Regions from separate parts of the Mus musculus genome. Here region 1 is linked to region 2. The links are chromatin contacts, called in public HiChIP or PLAC-seq maps. All regions are on one chromosome and are shown on one strand. Each heading gives the region's core, a stretch centred on a gene start, on an enhancer-like site or on the middle of the called end of the contact. The rest is flanking DNA. Distances are from core to core; before and after follow the strand shown.

Region 1 (5,984 bases), core at 2,118-4,617, 190 kb after region 2:
CCTGAATGCGTTCTGCAGTCATCGTGAACAGCCCACACAGAGGACCAAGGGCTGAGGCATCTTCCTGGGAACAGGTAGACAGTGACTGCCCCGTTCACCATAGCCCTCAGAACTGTTCCGCTTGACTGTCCTTGAGAAGCAGGCCCTGAGTGTGCTTCAAACCTCCAGGGGCCACTCACAACCTATAGCTTACAGTCTGGTCCAACATCTGAATCGTGTTTGACAACACAAGACATATAATCACAGAAAGCCTTTGGAACCACTTAGTCACAACATCAGACCCTGAAGCCCCATCACCACCAACACTACCTGTCAGCCACCTGTCCCTGTGAAGTGGGGTGACACACACTGAACCCAAGTCTCCTAGCTTGGAAGAAAGTTCTGACTACATCTGTAGTTGGAGTTGACCAGTGACCCCAGGTGACCTGTTCTCCTGTTGGCCATTTTTTTCTTTCTTCCTATGGTGTGCCAGTTTTTCCATAGTTCCCTAAAATGTTAGCAAAACATTGAACAACTTTGAAACTACTCAAAAGGGTATTTTTAGGAAAAAAACCAGAGAAGTTTCTGTTCCAGGAACAGACCTCAGCTTTTGGAGACTGTTAAATGACTTGGAGTCAAAAGATGACTTGAAGCCAGATTTTGGGACTGAGCCTAATCTGCTCAGAGCCAACAGTTCGGGGCTCGAAGGCTCAACCTACCTTCTCTTATGTGGACATACCTTCTCATAGCTGGGCTTGAGTGATGGAGGACACCCCACGCCCCTGAGAGGAGAAGAGCCTTCCTCACTATGATTCATGGCCAATAATTTGAACCTCTGTAAACTTGATCTTTAGCAAGTTTAAAATAATGACAGGATCTGGAGAAATACTTATAACTCTCTCCCAGGCAGATGTTGATTTCTTATGTTTAATCCCAGATCTCTCGGTGTGAGACCACCTTAGACATAAGGATGCAGAAGCCCTTATTGGAAGGAGATTTGGAGATGAGGATTTAAAAGATTTTAATTTTCAGAAAAAGAAACAAGTTAGAATAAGTGACTCTACCCAAGCACAGAGTTTTTTTTACATTATAAGTGACAGTATTTGAATTTGTGGCTCGGTTCAGTCTGTTGATCCAACATCTTGGCTGGAGGAGTTGACGCTAAATTTTCTATGTAAAAATTTATGTAGAAAATGTAAAATTAGGTTGTTCTAAACCGAACCTTTAACTGTCAGGGTGTGTGTGTGTGTGCCTTGTAATATCACATGACACATTAATTCTTCCACATCTACTGGTCGTCTGACTCTCTTGCCATTCACAAGCAAATCTACATAACCTAGAGCTACATTACCCATCCATGATAACCTACGAATCAGCCAATCAGCTGCCACCTCTCACTATGGGGCCTGCTCTGTGTGAGGAAGTGAATTCAGGAGGAGAGTGAGGCAGGGAAACAGCGTTTGCTGCTGTAACATGTTAGCATCCTGCTGTTCATGCTTCCGATCATGCCTCATAGGAGAACAGTCTAGTCTGCAGACCACCTGATCAGTGAGATAAAAGAAAGGTTTGGAATCTTTGGTGGGTCTCAAAGGCCCAGTCCAAAAGAGTAGATTGCCAGATAATTAATCCCCTAAGAACAAGGAGGGAATAGACTGGGATTAGCAACTTGACTGGATCCCCACAAGCTGCTATCTAAAGAAAAGAGGACAAAAATTCACAAGAACTGTATCAAGGGGATGTTTGCTTGTGAGGATGCTGTACAGTAGCCATACAGGAGGGGTTAAAGTGCAAACTAGTGGTCCAGATACGGAGCCAAACACAAAGAATAGGTAGCCATGTGTGTAGTTGCCACTTTGTCAGAACCCACAGTTGCTTTCACATTTGTGACTATTAAGTCCTGTGACAACTAGTGAGTCCTAGAAGGCTGTTCATCTCGATAGACTATGTTGTGAGCATGAGGAGAGGATAGTCTCGAGCAGGCAATGAGGGAGACTTCTCTTGCTGGGGAAGGAACTGGCTAACCTGGGCTGAAAATCCTTACTGATATATGCCCACAAAGCTCTCCCACACGCATGCCCGCGAAACTGTCCCACACACATGCCCATGAAGCTCTCCCACATGCATACCTGCAAAGCTTTTACCACATGCATGCCCACGAAGCTCTCCCTCACGCATGCCCACAATGCTTGTCATACTTCCTGATGGGCTCTAGATTTGGGGCTGAAGTAAAAAAAAAAATCACTCACCAGAGTGGCACATGTCTTCCCAGTCATACTGCCGGGGCACAGGTGTCACAGAAACAGATGTCAGAGCACCTGTTTCCACAACCTAGGCCAGCTCCATAAAAGCCAGTAGATATGGCTGCTAAATTTACAGAATTCTTCTCATTAATTCAAATCTCGTTTGGGGATCCCTTCTCCTTTGAACTCTTCCTGACTCAACAAATCGTGGGTGAACAGAGGATCTCTAACAGCTTCGGCTGCTAACAGTAGACTGGCCTCCATCTGACCTCACAAATGGCCCTTTAAGAGCACTGGGCATTTCTCTTTTTAGATTCTCCACTGCTTTAGTTTTGGGGAGCTGGTGCCAAGAACAGGGCCCCTCTTCTCCAGGAGAAGTGGAAAAGAATCTATGCAAAGCAGGGACTTGGCTGACTTGGGGGCCTTCTCTGGCCCCTTTGTACACAGTGGAGAGAGGCAACGATCCAAATGGATCTTGGCAGGTGGAGCTGGCAAGGCACTTCTGGGCAGTGGACAACCTACGCAGCCATCCCAACACCCCCTGAATGCCAGACCCCATGAAAGTCAGACACTTAGAAAGCAAGGATCATGGGGAGGAGACAGTGGAGAGGGTAAGATGGTGAGAGGGAGGAACGGTCGATTTGTCAGAGACGGGAGGTTGCCACGGGAAGACGGACAGAATGACAGAGGTATAGGTGTGCATAAAACAGCAGGGTGAGGAGCCCCCAAACCAGAAAGCTCTCCCCCACTCCCTGGGATGCTGTGAGCCTTTCCAGTACAGGTTGTGAACGTCAGATGAATTTCTGCAGATGTATAGTTTAGAAACCAGTAAATTAGACATAATGTTTTTTGGCTAAGGTTGGGTTTTGGTGAGCTGACCCATGTTAAGAATGCAAGTGTGGAATGCAAAGGCACTTGGGTCATGCCAAGTTTGGAGGACTGCCAGGCCTCCACACTGTATCCCATTGTTCACATGAGAACCAAGCCCTCAGCTTCAACTAGTCAGAGCTGCTTGGGGAAGAAGGCAGGTGTGAGCTGAGTATGTCACTGCCACCTACGACAGAGGAAGAAGCAGACCCGTTGGAATGCCATAGTAGATACAAGGGCATCTGAGCTCAGGACCTGTTGGAATTTAGGGTCTGGTTCTTCAAAGAGAAGTTATTGATCTCACCCACATGAAAGCCATGCACAGGCGCTCACAGTGGTCTGAAGGACAGGCAGGGACACCTCTCTGGGGCTAACTGCCTAGCGGGTCCAGCCAAATGGGCCAGCTCTGGGTTCAGAGAGGACAAAGCCAAGGTGAAGAGTGATGAGAGACAGTGTCTGTTAACCAGTGGCTCCCGTGTCTGCACATACACTCCTGGCTGCACACACATGCGCACACACGTGTACACAAAACGAAGTTAAAATCGATGTCACTCTGACCTGCCGGAGCCGTGGTGAAGACGAGGGCCTGAAGCAGGAACTGGTATCAGTTAGGTTACTTGCCTGAGCTGTAGTTTATCTGTTAACTCTCTCAGTTAATAAAAAGGAGGGAGACCATGAACATGCCTGGGATTTTCTCCTCTATTTGTCATGGGTTGACGACGTGCATCTGTTCATATGCTGCAATGTTGACCCCCGTCCCAGAAGGCAACCTTATTTGGAAATGGGGTTCAGGTTCTATGGGCAAGCTTGGCCCCAAATCCAGTGTGGCTGGTGTTCTTATAAAAGGGAACATGTGGATGCAGACTCAGAAGCCTTTGGGGCTATCATGAGTTCTCCTGCTGTAGAGGCCTGGCCTCACCCATCCTAATTGTATCCTTACACCTGGGCCACTGTCCCTTCCTATTGCTCTAAAACATCCAGATGTAAATCTTTGGTCACTGTAACCCTGGCAATTTAATCTACTGATGTTCCTCCAAGAAAGCAATCTTTTTGTGGTCACCTGAGGCCACAAGGTTGACTCATCAGACTTCCACTCTCCAGCTTCCATCTCTTTAGTTACATATGACATCTTTGGCACTTAGTTAGGAAGTACTCAGACTGCAGGCAGCTCTGCACCTTCCTCTACAGGGGCTGCACTCAGCCTGCAGGAGGCACTCGGCCTGCCCTTGGGAGCTTCATTGTGTCATGGCTGATGGTTTGTGTAAATCTGAGAGCAACAGTCCCCAAGATTAGATTTAGGTAACTGCTTAGTTTTTATTCTTTTAGTATACTTCCACTGGGTCCTTGCAAAATCCTGCCTCCTGTCTTGAAACTTACAAAATGTATTAGAATATGTCCAATTGCTAATAACATGGCCCATAAATTTGGTACGTTTTAATGAAAAGAGACTTATTTTGGCTCAGAATTCTGTGGTCAAGGTCCTCAAATAGCAGGAGACAGGAGGTATGTTTATGCTTGGGTTTGGTCTTTCCCCAACCAGGGTCCACTCTAACCAATAACTTCCTTGAAGCCCCACCTGAAACACTGTTCAAATTATACATCCACCCACTTAAAGTCTCCCAGTGGAGGTTATGTTTCAGCACATCACCCACCACGGCATGGCACTGCCTACCAAGACTGCACAGGTATCCTCAACTTAATACTGAAGACCAGAATAATCCTAGAGAAAAGTAGCTAGACCAGGAACCCTTTGGCTTGTCCGAGAGTGAGGAAGCGGAAAGATAATTAATATACTTCCAGGAAGCATGTTTGAAGATGTTCTGTGGCTACGAGGAAAAAAAAATATGTTATTAGAACAATTTAAATACAAACCCCAAACCCATCCCGGGAAGCAGATAAGAGAACAGTATTAGGAAGAAGGGACTGGGACCAACCCCACTGAAACCCCGAGAACTGTCAGAGAGACCACAGGATGCTGTGCCTGGCCGCTGCTCTGGTAAGAGCTTTGCCCCTCCCCTTGGAAGCCTGAAACAGATTGATTTCCTTGCTCAGAGCAGGTGAGGACCCAGCGAAACTGAAAGTCAGTATCTGTCTGTCTGTCTGTCTCTCTCTCATATTAACTTGTTGGGCATGGTGGTGCAGAAATGACAGATCTCCTCGTGAGCCTGAAGCCAGCCTGTCTACATAGAAACCAGGAAATGCAGGGCTGGGGATATGGTTACTTGGTGAGCGGCTTCCCTAGCGACACAGAGCCACACCCCTGCACTACACAAACTGGGAGTGGTGACCTATGCCTATAATCCTAGCATGGCGGAGGTAGAAACAGATCGGATCAGAAACTCAGCTCATCCTCGGCTGCTTAGGTTAAAGCCAGCTCAATAAAGACCCTGGGCATCTGGTCCAAAGGCTAAGATGCCACGGGGAACCTTTGCTGCGGTGAGAGATCTCTTGGTCAGGGACAATGTGAAGTACTCAGCACCGTCTTGGGTCAGCAGACGGGGTGTCTGGCTTGAACAGCCAGGGCCTCAGCATGACCCCGTGCAGCTGCCCTTAGAACCCAGGCTGGAGAGGGAGGTGCCCTGGGCTTTGTTCCATGGGTGCTGTTCTCAGAGCTCTGGATCAGATGGGCCACTTTTTCAGACTCAAGTAAGAGGTCTGAACAGCACCACCAAATCGTTCTTAGGGATTGTGTCGTCTCTTCTGAGCCCCCAGAGAATGACAGTATTGGGAAACAGCCTATGTGGCAAATGACAAGAAAACCTGCTTGCCAGTCCCTGAGAGCTGCCAGAGGCCTGCCCTTCTGTGTGGAGAGGGATCTTAACTGACAGCTGTGGAGTGCATTGGCCCTCAGCTAGAACCTGAAGCATTCTGGATCCACCCAGATAGTCTTGCTTCACA
Region 2 (5,569 bases), core at 573-3,072:
AGAGAAGTAGAGGCCAGCCATGAGCATGTGGAGAGAGGGGGAGGGGAATAGGGGAGAAAGGGGGCAAGTGGGAAGCAAGAGTAAGAAAGACAAGAGAGTAAGAGAGAAAGAAGGGGCCAAGCAGCTCCTTTTATAGTAGGCCAAGCCTACCTGGCTGTTGCCAGTAACTATGGGTGTGGAGTTTAGACAGAATATCAACACATTGTAGGACCAGTCTCGGAAGAAAGAAAGAGAGAAAGAAAGAAAGAAAGAAAGAAAGAAAGAAAGAAAGAAAGAAAGAAGGAAGGAAGGAGAGAGAGAGAGAGAGAGAGAGAGAGAGAGAGAGAGAGAGAGAGAGAGAAGAGAAGAGAAGGGAAGGGAAGGGAAGAGAAGGGAAGGGAAGGGAAGGGAGAAAGAGAGAAAGACGGAGGAGGGGAGGGGGAGGGGAAGGGGCAGAGGGAAAGGGAGGCAGAGGGGGAGAGGAAGAAGGAGAGGAAGAGGGAAAGGAAGGAAGTGGAGAAAGAGGGACTATAGAAGAAAAAGAAAATTAAAAGATAAGTCAGGTAGGTTGGACATGTAGCTTAGAAGTAGAGTACCCATCTAACACCCACAGAGGCCCTGAATCTGGTCCCAGCACAGCAAGAAAAAAGTGAAAAAGGGAGGAGGGTATTGTACGCATTCGTTACTGCTAGGAAATGCTGAGTGCTTTTCCTCCTGTGCACCTCTTAAGAGTCACTGGCCTTTGTTCCACTTGGGTAAGTCTTAATCATGGCTCATGGTTAAATGACCAGTAGATATTTTTCTAGACAGTTTTTCTGCTTTGTCATAAGCACAATGAGTCGTTCTTGCTGCCACATTAAATGGCCACTCAAGTGTAAAAATTAGTGAAGCCCAAAATACTTAACTCTAAGCTGAGCTAGAAAAAAAAAAAAAAAAAAAGGAAGAAATGTGCTCGGAGGCAAGTTACAGGACAATCTAGGCAGGCCAGCCCACACCAAGAACTTTCCAGAAGATTGGTTCAGCATAAAAGAAAGGCTTTTAGGGTCTCAGACATTTCTTAGAGGAGACTGAACACACTGGAGAGGTTTCTGCATGCTGGCTTGGCTGTAGTTACATATACTACGAACAGCTGCCCCGAAACTGAATTTGTAGGTGAAGATACAAAGTAAACAAACATCTGTCTTATTTACTAAGGAAATAGTTAGAAAATTGCATCCAGAACAGAAACCCACTGACGCTCTTTTTCATCAGATGGGCATTTCCCCCTTTAAAGGGACAGATAGGAAAACTCCCTATACAGTCAGGTGTCATGGAACACTGATATCCGGTGTTCAGTGTTCCATCTGAAGCTACCAACAGTCAGCAAGTTGCCCAGGAAAACATAGCAATGAGGTTTCTGACACAGTTTCTTTCTTGTCAAGACCCTCCCCCCAGGCTCACTATTTTCTGTAATCCTCTGGAAGGTACAACCAGAATCCTCCTGACCACTCACTCCAGCTGTTGACTATCTAGTACAGCTCCCCAGGTGGCTGTTTGCATTCATCTCAATGTCTTTCACTGAAACTGTTGACTCAGTTTAGTTGAAAATCAGACAATGGGTACAGAGTGAAAGACTATTAACCATGGATGGCGTTTTATCCATACCTCAAAACCTTGCCTCTGTTCATAGTTCCCAAAAATCAATATTTGATAAGGATGAAAGGACTATTAATGGGGCTGTCTTTCCACTCTCTGCCTTACCACACTGCAGTAGAAAGACACTGGTATCCCATATGCAGCCTTCTCGCTTGGTGCTGTATTACTGTTGATGCCAGAGATGATGAGTAATCTTCCATACTGAATGGCTTCTTTCTATGTACGAGTCACTGGCTAAACACATTCCAGATGTTGGCTGATTGAATCCTCACCACAACCCAGAGTGTGGCATTGTGATTAAAGGGAGGCACACAGTCTGGGAGACTTAAGTTTTTAACTAGAGATCACCAGAATTTTACCCCAGAGTCTATAGAGTGGTGTTTCTCAACCTTCCTCACACTGACCCTTAAAGTTCCCCATGTTGTGCTGACCCCAACCATAGAATCACTTTTGTGGCTACTTCATAACTGTCATTTTGCTGCTGTCATGATCATAATAGAAATATCTGTGTTTTCCAATGATCTTAGGTGACTCCTGTGGAAGGGTCATTTGATCCCCCAAAGGGGTCATGACCCATAGAACCTATATTCAAAATTCCATGTGCAGATGAGAGAGAACCATGGCATACAGCATCCCCTTTGACAACTTTGATGGATTAGTTGGAGAAATAAACAAATAAAGAGACAACTGTAAAATGTCATTCTTAAGATGCTCCTAACTGCCGGGTGTGGTGGTACAACGCCTTTAATCCCAGCACTCAGGAGGCAGATGCAGGTGGATTTCTGAGTTCGAGGCCAGCCTGTTCTACAAAGTGAGTTCCAGGACAGCCAGGGCTGCACAGAGAAACCCTGTCTTGAAAAACAAAAACAAAACAAAACCAAAAATGCTCCTAACCACCATCAAAGCTCTCAGAGTTCTCAGGATGCCAACTGATGAGTCCACACTAACACCTAGAAAGGCATTAGAGATTCACTTACATTTCCAGAGACTAAGAAGGACCATCCCAAAGACCCACCTGGTTCTTAGGTGACATTGGACAGAAATGAATGGATTCATATTAAGCTTGAAACTCCAGCTTGAAAAAAAAAAATGGAGACATCAACCCATCCTTTATGTCTCTCCAAGGGAAAATCTTCATTGAAATCTCAAAATAATTGTAGCAACAGAACAGGAAATAGAATTTAAGTTTCTCTGAGTCATGACTAACCCACCTGAGTAACCAAGAAGTCTGAAATGGCAGATGTGTTTTACTCTCAGGTGAGCAGCCACACAAAGGGGCAACTCTCCAGAGTTTGGATGGAGCTTGTGTGTCGTTGTGAGGCTCTGGCCTTCCTTCTAGTCTGCCTTACAGGACAGGGCCTTAGTTGGTGATTCCTCCGAACACAGTCTACCCTGAATGGTCAATCACATTTTAATATCAACTTTGTGTTACTACAAAATAGCTCAGGAAATTGACTCATGAAAATAAAAGGTTTACTCACCTCAGAGTCCTTGCTTCAAGTTTAAGACTAGGCAGCCCACTGTTGTGAACGTCAGGTAAGGACAAGGGGTGACATGACAAGAAGTGTGTGTCCAACTAAACCACTCACATCTTAAGAGAGAAGGAGAAGTAGATGGATGAATAAAGGAGAGGGGAGGGGGAGGGAGGGAAAGAGAGAGGGAGGGGGAGAAAGGGAGGGAGGAACAGGAATCCCACAATGTCTTTGAAGTATAAAAGAACACCCAGGGATGAATGACGGAAAGATACCCTCCACCCCATTTCTACTTCTAAAAGCAAGAAGAAACATTTAAAAGGCAGAGAGAATCTTTCCTAAAAGGCACACGTGTATTTAAAGTGACTCTGATTTACACTGTGAAAAGTATTTTCAAAGTGATTTCCTATATGTCCAGTTTCCACCAGCATCCTGGGATTCAGCTAGGACCTGTCCCAAGTTCTCTCCCAAGCAAATGTACTGTGAGTCAGAGAGATCATATGACCTAAGAGACAAGTCCTATGATTTGCATCTCAATGCATTCTCTATTGCATCTATGTATTGAGGTCAGTAGCAAAGTAGGAAAGGCATGATCTTCAACTCCAGCCTGGCCTCCAGTGCTGCAGACTAAGCACTGTGACTTACATCTGTGTGAAGCCGCTGCTCATGGATGCCCTTTGTTGCAGTAACTTGCATATGCTCTAAACCCACAGTGATGCCTGGAGTGGCAGGTAGTACCAACACCCATGGATACTGTATTTCTTCACAGATCAAGGTTAATGAATATATGAAATAACACTAAGGACAGAACTGTTACATGATCCAGATATAACACTCAGGTATATGCCCTAAAGACTCTTAAGTCAGCACACACATGCATACTTGCACATCCATGTGCCTTGTATTACTCTTCAAACGAGCCAGCATATGGGAATAGCCCAGCGTTCATCAACAGAGGCATGAATAAAGAAAATGTGGCACATATGTTCAAAGGAAATTTTTTCACTCATGAAAGAGATGAAATCATAGCACTTTCAGAAACATGCATGCAACTGGAAACCATCCTGTTGTGTGAAATAAGCCACCCAGAAAGACAAAGACAAATGACACCTCTTCACTGATGCATAGGACCTATTGTTATTAGACGCGTTCTCACGCCCGGCCAGGAAGAACACAGCAAACCAAAATCTTCTGCGGCAAAACTTTATTGCTTACATCTTCAGGAGCAAGAGTGTAAGAAGCAAAAGAGAGAGAAAACGAAACCCCGTCCCTATTAAGGAGAATTATCCTTCGCCTAGGACGTGTCACTCCCTGATTGGCTGCAGCCCATCGGCCGAGTTGACGTCACGGGGAAGGCAGAGCACATGGAGTGGAGAACCACCCTCGGCACATGCGCAGATTATTTGTTTACCACTTAGAACACAGCTGTCAGCGCCATCTTGTAACGGCGAATGTGGGCGCGGCTCCCAACATCTCCCCCTTTCCTTTTAATAAGAGCAAATAGGCCACCCATATTAATGAGAGTGGAGATAGAGGTCAAATCCCCAGTGTGTAGGTAAAGGAGCCATGTACAGGATTAGCTCTTAGGCTCACAGGCTTTTACCCAGAGCAACCCTGACCTGCTCCCGTGTCGTTTTGCCTGGAGAGAAGGACACTTGGACACTCAACCTTCTTGAAAGATGACATGTCTCCCTAGAATAGGCTCATATATGCCGCAGAGCCTTTCTACTGCAGTGCTTAGCCGTGCAACTCTCTCGGGCTGCTGAAGCACACTCACTCTATCCCGTGCAATGAGACTAGCCTCATGGGATATAAGAGCTGAGTGGCCAGCGACCTATTGCCTAAGCATAGATATATCAGGGGAAGCTCCATGTTCTAGTCCTGCAAGCGCCTGGGCAATAACCACCTTGTCTCTCCTAGTTTAGGCCTTAAGCTTACAGACCAATCAAAGAAGCAACACTAATCCACAGCAAAGTGTATCTCCAAATAATATCAATGCCACCCATTCTTTAAAGAAGGAAAATGCTGAGGAGATCCAATTGGGTAATCCTTTGGTCAGGGACAGGTCCAAGCGCGTGGAGTTGACCTGAAGTCTCAATTCCCGAAGGATCTGTTCAAATTCAGCCGTCCAATTCTGTAACATATACTGAAAAAGACTTTTTGACAAATTAGCTGCCCTAGTAAATTTCTCATACTGAATGGAAGTAACACACAATCCCGGAAACTTTTGTTCACATCTCAGCTGAGCTATTTGCCATAATACATCTAGTTGTTTCTGGACAAGATCTATGAGTTGATTAACCAGCATGAGACCTCTCTGTATCTTGACATTAGCTGAGGCCTGTTTATCTATGACTGTAGTCACTGAGGCTGACAAAGTGTTAATGGTGTCAGTCATCTGGACCTGTCCAGACAGAGCCAAGGCTGTCTGAATCAAGGCCAAACCCAGTTCCTAGTTAGTGGTAAAAAAGCAAGAGAATACT

What was found. HiChIP or PLAC-seq counts read pairs in DNA pulled down with a chosen protein or histone mark.
Region 1: a FOXA1 HiChIP or PLAC-seq map of pancreatic cancer cells shows a contact between it and region 2. The contact joins two enhancer-like sites. A contact is called at or near these places in 1 of 15 datasets of contacts at CTCF or cohesin (the NIH/3T3 cell line), 1 of 115 datasets of contacts at active chromatin or transcription factors (pancreatic cancer cells) and 1 of 9 other capture datasets (pancreatic islet).

The regions. Positions count from the first base shown.
Region 1 is chr15:27,572,929-27,578,912 of GRCm38.p6, forward strand. All of the region lies in intron 8 of Ank (progressive ankylosis), which reads left to right. Among named protein-coding and RNA genes, the nearest start is that of Mir7117, 4.4 kb to the left of the region's middle. Within about 2 kb of position 3,368, at least 47 of the 459 cell types and tissues checked have an H3K27ac peak or open chromatin away from gene starts, as enhancers often do. A contact at or near this core is called in pancreatic cancer cells, where this site is marked.
Region 2 is chr15:27,379,914-27,385,482 of GRCm38.p6, forward strand. No RefSeq gene overlaps it. Among named protein-coding and RNA genes, the nearest start is that of Gm36899, 80 kb to the right of the region's middle. Within about 2 kb of position 1,823, at least 42 of the 459 cell types and tissues checked have an H3K27ac peak or open chromatin away from gene starts, as enhancers often do. A contact at or near this core is called in pancreatic cancer cells, where this site is marked.